Linked DNA regions of Mus musculus: region 1 is linked to region 2. The links are chromatin contacts, called in public Hi-C maps. All regions are on one chromosome and are shown on one strand. Each heading gives the region's core, a stretch centred on a gene start, on an enhancer-like site or on the middle of the called end of the contact. The rest is flanking DNA. Distances are from core to core; before and after follow the strand shown. Region 1 has its middle 19 kb from the start of Eldr. Region 2 has its middle 63 kb from the start of Gm25698.

What was found. Hi-C and Micro-C count contacts between places; a contact is called where the count stands out from the background.
Region 1: a contact with region 2 is called in a Hi-C map of bone marrow-derived macrophages, with 2.2 times the contacts expected there. The contact joins two enhancer-like sites. A contact is called at or near these places in 3 of 484 Hi-C or Micro-C datasets (the C2C12 cell line, bone marrow-derived macrophages and macrophages).

The regions. Positions count from the first base shown.
Region 1 is chr11:16,930,769-16,933,877 of GRCm38.p6, reverse strand. No RefSeq gene overlaps it. Among named protein-coding and RNA genes, the nearest start is that of Eldr, 19 kb to the left of the region's middle. Within about 2 kb of position 1,492, at least 26 of the 459 cell types and tissues checked have an H3K27ac peak or open chromatin away from gene starts, as enhancers often do. A contact at or near this core is called in bone marrow-derived macrophages, where this site is marked.
Region 2 is chr11:16,668,270-16,671,683 of GRCm38.p6, reverse strand. No RefSeq gene overlaps it. Among named protein-coding and RNA genes, the nearest start is that of Gm25698, 63 kb to the left of the region's middle. Within about 2 kb of position 1,628, at least 41 of the 459 cell types and tissues checked have an H3K27ac peak or open chromatin away from gene starts, as enhancers often do. A contact at or near this core is called in bone marrow-derived macrophages, where this site is marked.

The sequences.
Region 1 (3,109 bases), core at 243-2,742, 260 kb before region 2:
ACTACCGTTGTCCCAGTGAAATCTCTAGGGTCTAACACAATTCCAGACCCCTAGCAGATCCTCAGTAATATTTGTTGAGAGAAATAATACTGGACTGACTGAGTAAAAGCTTTCCAGTAACAAGATATGAGCACATAGTTTTAACCTGGCTGACACTCCAAGGGAATGTTTCAGAAAATGAAAAACAAAGAATTATCATTTGTGGGTGGGTGCAAAAACATAACAACCCACCCACTGAACAACCTCCCTGAAGGCCTATGTTTTAGGCTTTTTTATTAGGTTCTTTTACCCACCACCCATCTACACTTCAAGCCTTTCTGACCACTGAACACTAGATCAGTGAGATAGAATGATAGAGGGGAAAGGGGGCATAGACTTCTTCCTGATGATTAGGGGCATTAAACTCCTAGGAGCAAATCCAATGTTCATCATCAGGATAGTTCCAACCAGCAATCCAGCAAACTGGCAATCCAGCAATAGCAAAAGCAGCAAACAATAGCAGAAACAAGCAGCAGCAACAGCAGGAACTACTACCAGCAGCAGCAACATAGCAGTGACCTGGAGCAGTGGAGGCAGTAGCTGCCCCATGTCCTCTCAGGGCTCATCAAAGAAATCAAGGTGGACCAATGTAAGAATGTCGTTCATTGTCTGTTGGATTATATGTACACACCACACGACACAACTGAGTCTCCAATGAAACCAGAAATTCTACTTCACACCTATCTAGATTGCTTAGTGATCTTTGCTATCGTTTCCCAGATGCTATGCAGTTTCTCACCAAATCTACTTTCTAGTTCTGTAGATGAACTCCTTCAGCTGGGCACAGATTCAGTTCCTGGTTTCCAGTCACCCATCCTTGGATTAAACTCTGTTCTTTGCCCCTGCCAGCTCTACAGGATATTGCTCTCTACAGAGGAGAGAATGCACTTAAAGTAGAATGTTGACATTCCTGGTATCCCTACAGCCAAGAAGAAATTCTATGCTATATTTGGATGCCATTTAAATTATATAGTAATACACACTTTAAAAAGTCCTTTATTTTTTCCTGATTTCATGCACATAAAATGAAAAATGCCTGTCTAAATAGACTTAATATTTGTGTTATTCCAAATACATGTGTTGAAGTCCTAGTATCCCAATGTAATGGTAAGTGAGAATCAAATGTTTGTGAAGTAGCTGAGGTCATGATAGTGGCACCTCAGTGCTGGTACCAATTCGGACATAGGATTTCCACTGCTGTGAAGAAACACCATGACCAAGGCAACTCTTAAAGAAAAAACATTTAGTTAGGGTTCGGTTACTGTTTTAGAGTTTTAGACCATTATCATCATAGTGGTAAACACGGCAACATACAGGCAGACTTAGTGCTGGATGAACAAAGAGTTCTACATCTTGATCCAAAGGCAATCAGTGAGACAAAGTGTCACACTGGCCAGACTTGAGCATTTATTTGAGACCTCAAAGCCCTGTCCCCACAATGACATACTTCCTCTAATAAGGCCATACTTCCTCCAATAAGGCCACAGCGAATAGTGCCACTTCCCATATTCAAACCACTAGAAACCCTCAGGATTCGATTAGTGTGTTTGTACCAAGAGAAAACAGAGAACATTTGTGCTGTTTCTTTTTCCTAAGTCTGCACACACAAAAGGTCCTGCAAACAGGAAGAGAATGTTCACCACTCAGTGGACCAGACACCAACTTGATTTAGGACATTTGTCACGAGCACTATGAGAGTGTATCTGCTGTGAGGAGTATGTAGTTACTAAGGAAGTCAGGGCTCACTACTACATTATCACTTGTAAGAATTGTAAGGCATTCTATGTCTACCTGTTCTATTTTTGTTCATCTCAAGAACTTGGACATTATGCTCACTACCTTCCTGGTTCCTTCAGATGGAATTATTTTCCAGTGATAGTTTAGTCCTAAAGACAATGTTCTTAGGACTCTATTCTGAGGAGAGAGATCAGAACAGAAAATTAAACAAGAAATTATTGCATGTATAGTTGTGACAAGTGAAGGGGAAAGGGTATTTAAGTGACTTATATTTCATGCTATTCCATTACATTTTAAAAAAATAGCACATATTACAAAAAATCAACCAATTACAAGTATAAAATAAAGAGTAAAGTCCCATCTTGCTACTTTATTATAGTATTTTCACTCTTCTTACTAGAGTTCTCAGCTATTAATGATTGACATTATTTGTTTTGGATGTCTCCAGATTGTGTGTGCATGCACAGAGATAGGTAAATTTACATACTGTCGGGGATAAGCATTGTACAATGTTAAAAATTGGAAGATAAGCCACAGTGGTTTCTTTTTTTTTTTTTCTTTTTTTTTTTAAGTGTAAGGTCTTTAGATTAACTTATCAAACAAAGAGTAGGGAAGAAAATTCAGATTAATAGCTCAGCTGAAAGCTTTCTCCCCTGTAGCCTGACAACCTGCCAAATAAACAAACAAAAAAACCAAACAAACACCAGCACTGTCAAGGGAAGTATGTATCCTCAGTCATTAGACCTGCAGGACCAAAATAAGTTATCATAGAATGTACTTCTCCGGGTCCAGGGAGCCACCAAGAAAGGACTCACACTTATCAGGACAGCTCTCCTTTACTCTTCTTGCACACAGCACCACCTGAAAACTGTTAGAGTCAGAGGAATCTGAGGAGTTTACCTTTCAACTACAATAATAAATGTGACCACGTCTGAGTTCTACATAAATACTCCAAATATGTCAACTGAGAGGTATACATGATAACAATGTAGATCAAATAAAGATGTAATACCAACTGTATAACATCCAAAGTAGTAGTAACATAATGAATATATATATATATATATATATATATATATATATATATATATCACCAAAATAACTACAACATCCAAGATAACATATCTCTTCCTAAAATTGCAAATCCAACAGTAATAGCATAGTGAGAATGAGTGAGGAGAAATCTCAGAGAAATCAAAAGAAATGAAAGAAGTATATTTAAATAAACTAAAGAATGCCCATGCTCATCAAGGAAATCCAAACAGATAGAAGCTGCTGATCAATAACACAAACAACAGAATGAAATATGTAAAGTGGTGCAATATATGAAAGA
Region 2 (3,414 bases), core at 379-2,878:
GGTAGGACCTAAGAGACATACTTTTGCTGAGGATATTGGGACCTTTGTTCGTTATGCTCATCTTTCTTTCAAAAGACAAGCAGCTAACTCTGCCTTTTACACTTACCATTGATGCATAGTGCTGCCATCCCAGGTCCCAGAGTGAGACATCTAAAGATGAGATGTATTGAGCCTTTCCTCCAAGTAAGTTCATGGTCTCAGGTATTCTATCAGTGAAGGAAAGTTTACATTTTAATTCCTGGAGGGAAAATCTGGCATTCCAAAATATCAAAGTATGTGAGGGAAAAACAAAGCAAGGAAAAGGAATTGATGAAGGGATTGTGATTGTTATGTTGTCTATAAAGCCCCATAAAGAAGTGATATTAAAGGAAAGGCACGAGTGAGTTGATATGATAATCCATGAGCCTATGGGAAGGAAGAAAACTCCTGGTGGGAAAGTTCCTACAGCTGACAGAAAATTAACTTATGAGCATACTTGGTGAAGAGCTTTGAAGACTAGCAAAGAGAACAGAATGGCTGAGAAAGAGAAGGCAATTGGAAAAAAACCCAGGGACAATTGGAAGTAAAACCGTGACCTAGCTCTGAGAAGACCACATAGACCACAGAGAAAAGAGATCTGGGTTCTGGTTTTAATCTGTTTGTAAGCCACCGAGGTAATTTGAGGAAGAGTATCTCATTGGTGACTTGAATCTTAACAGATTTGCCCTGGGATGCTATGTAGGGATCAGATAATAAAGGAAGAAGACAGAGGTCATGTGATCAGTCTGTGAAGTCTGTTAATAGTTCACAGTGGCAATGTCATATAGGGCAGAGCTATGGCAGTCATGATAGAAAGTGGCTGGATTCTAAAATATGCCAAGGACAAAGTAATCACAAGAGACTGATGAAGGTGTAGGAGAAAAACAGGGAAGGACAGGAAGATCTGTCAGCAGGCTGGAACACAGCAAAAGGCCAATTTATATTTACTGGAGCAAGTAAATACCATTTTCTGATATATTCTTTAATAAATTGGAATACATTATGGTCTGAGGTCATGTATTATGTGACTTAATACACCTACCACCATGTACACTCTTCATATACATTAAGAACACACTAATTATTTCTTCTGTAACTGAATGCTCATGTTAGCCAGAGAGGAAGCATGGAATTGCTTTAAGAGGAACTGGGAGCAGTGGCTGCCAGTTGCTTTGAGTCACTGTTTCTGATCCTGACCAGCCTCTTCCTTTGTGTTCTTAAGTCATACCTCCAGTTCCTAAACTCACTCAGCTTATAAGGGACACATATTCAAGCCATGGAGCTCATGGACCTCATTGACAAGCTGTAAGTATATTTCAGACACATTTGGAGTGTTGATGTATACAATAAGAACAAATCGAGTTCAGCAGGAAATTGGGACCACAGCAGATGCTCTGCTTTTTGTAGGTTTCCAAGAGTTCAACCAAGAGGAAAAGGAGCACGGCCATTGTCTTCTGAGAAACAAAGATGAATCTTGCCCAAAATGGAGAATAGGCAGAGCTCTAATTCTTAAAGTCTCATTGAAATGACCCTGTGTGTGGGGAGTACAGATGAAGGGCTGAGTGGGAATGGCAGGATTTTAACCTGACCTACTAAGGCTTGTCTGGGATACCAGCTGCTGGGGTTGACTGGAGTCCAAAGACTTGGACTGAGAGAAAAGGAAATCCCAGGGGCCAGGACTGGCCTTTCAGGGTTTTTTTCTTTTCCTGCATCTTAGAATAGCAGAACTCACAATTGGCATGTTCTGTGGTTTCCTTGTATGCTGTTTCTTGTTCCTCAGCTCTGTAGCAAATCCATCCTTCCTCAATCTTACTGTTAACTGACTTTATGTTTACCCTAGAGTTAGTTCTTAACTGGGTGGTATCTCTGCTTTCGCATTTTAGGCAACTAATATTTCTTTCTCCCTACACCAAGTACATTAGCATAGCGTATGAATACTATTTATAAAATAACCACAGGCAAGACTGCACAAAGGAGGAAAACATGCCCTGTGCACACAACTGCCACATACAACCATACCACAATCCAAATAGTAGCTCTGCAATCACTTCCCAAATTTATGTGCGTGACACAAGATTGAACACACAAGCTCTTAAACTTTTAAACAGAATTTGAAGCTATTTTCAGTGGATTTAGTTTAGTGAGATGAATACAAAGCTAGTCTGGTGAACAAAAAGCCATTTGTGGAAAAAATATTCTCACTCAGTCAGTTCAATAAGACTCAGTGATTTAGAATGTGGTAAGGTACTTGGTTATTTCATTCATTTCTGTTAAGATTAATTTAATACTGAGAAAAGTGATTTTGGTATTCAATTCCAAAACACAGCTAATCAATTCTGGTGCCTAGGAATGAGTTTTGAGTTATTTTCATGTTGTACTTTTTAAATAGATCTCCCAGGTTTATTTCTTTTGCTTGGGTCTTTATTTTGATGCATCAAAGACACAAGGGGTAGAGATTTCTTGACTGATACAGGGATTTTTCCATCTACAGAAAAATGTTTCATGTATGTAAAAGTCTAGGAAGTTTGAATTGATGTCTTAGTATGAGACCATGGACAGTGGTGAACAAGAAGTTGAATTATAAAATGGCGAGAGAAAACTTGAGCAGGAAGGAAGTGTTGGGGAACAACAGTGGAAATACAGAGGATTGTGAGAGGCAAGAAATACTCAGAGGCTGTGGAAGTTGTGAACATTGGTAGTGCTGAATTCTGGAGTGTAAAAAGAGTGAAAAGATGTGGTGAGGCAGAAGACAGGCATCCTAAAAAAGCCAAGACAACAGGATGTTCACTGGACCCTTTAGGTCAATGAAAATTACTGAGAATTAAAAGAGAAATACTATGATAAAAACATAAAATAATCAACTTTTATAATTGAAATATTAACTTAATAAATTTAAGATGTAGTCTAGAACTATGGAAAGGAAGTGTAATCTATTCAGCTTTACTATCTTTAAGTAGCTTTTTTTAAAAAGCACATATTATTTAATAAGTTTCAAGTATAAAACATTCTTTGATCACATGCTTTTAATAGGCAATAGTAGGAAGTTGGAGTTGTGATCAACATTCATAAAATAACAAAAATATGGAAGAAAAAATTATAAGATGGAGAGGAGAGTAAAATGGAGCCTGGTGGGGAGGTGCTGATCCTTGTGATGTGGGTGCTGATCCTGGTGATGTGGGTGCTGATCCTGGTGATGTGGGTGCTGATCCTGGTGATGTGGGTGCTGATCCTGGTGATGTGGGTGCTGATCCTGGACTTTTGTGGAAGATAAGTTGATTCTTAGCAAAAGTAATAATCTTGATGCACAGAAGGAAATGAGCAGATGTAGTAAACTGAGTACAATCTGTCGCTTGGTTTGTTATATTATAATATTATAGCCTTTTTAAGTTCTCTATG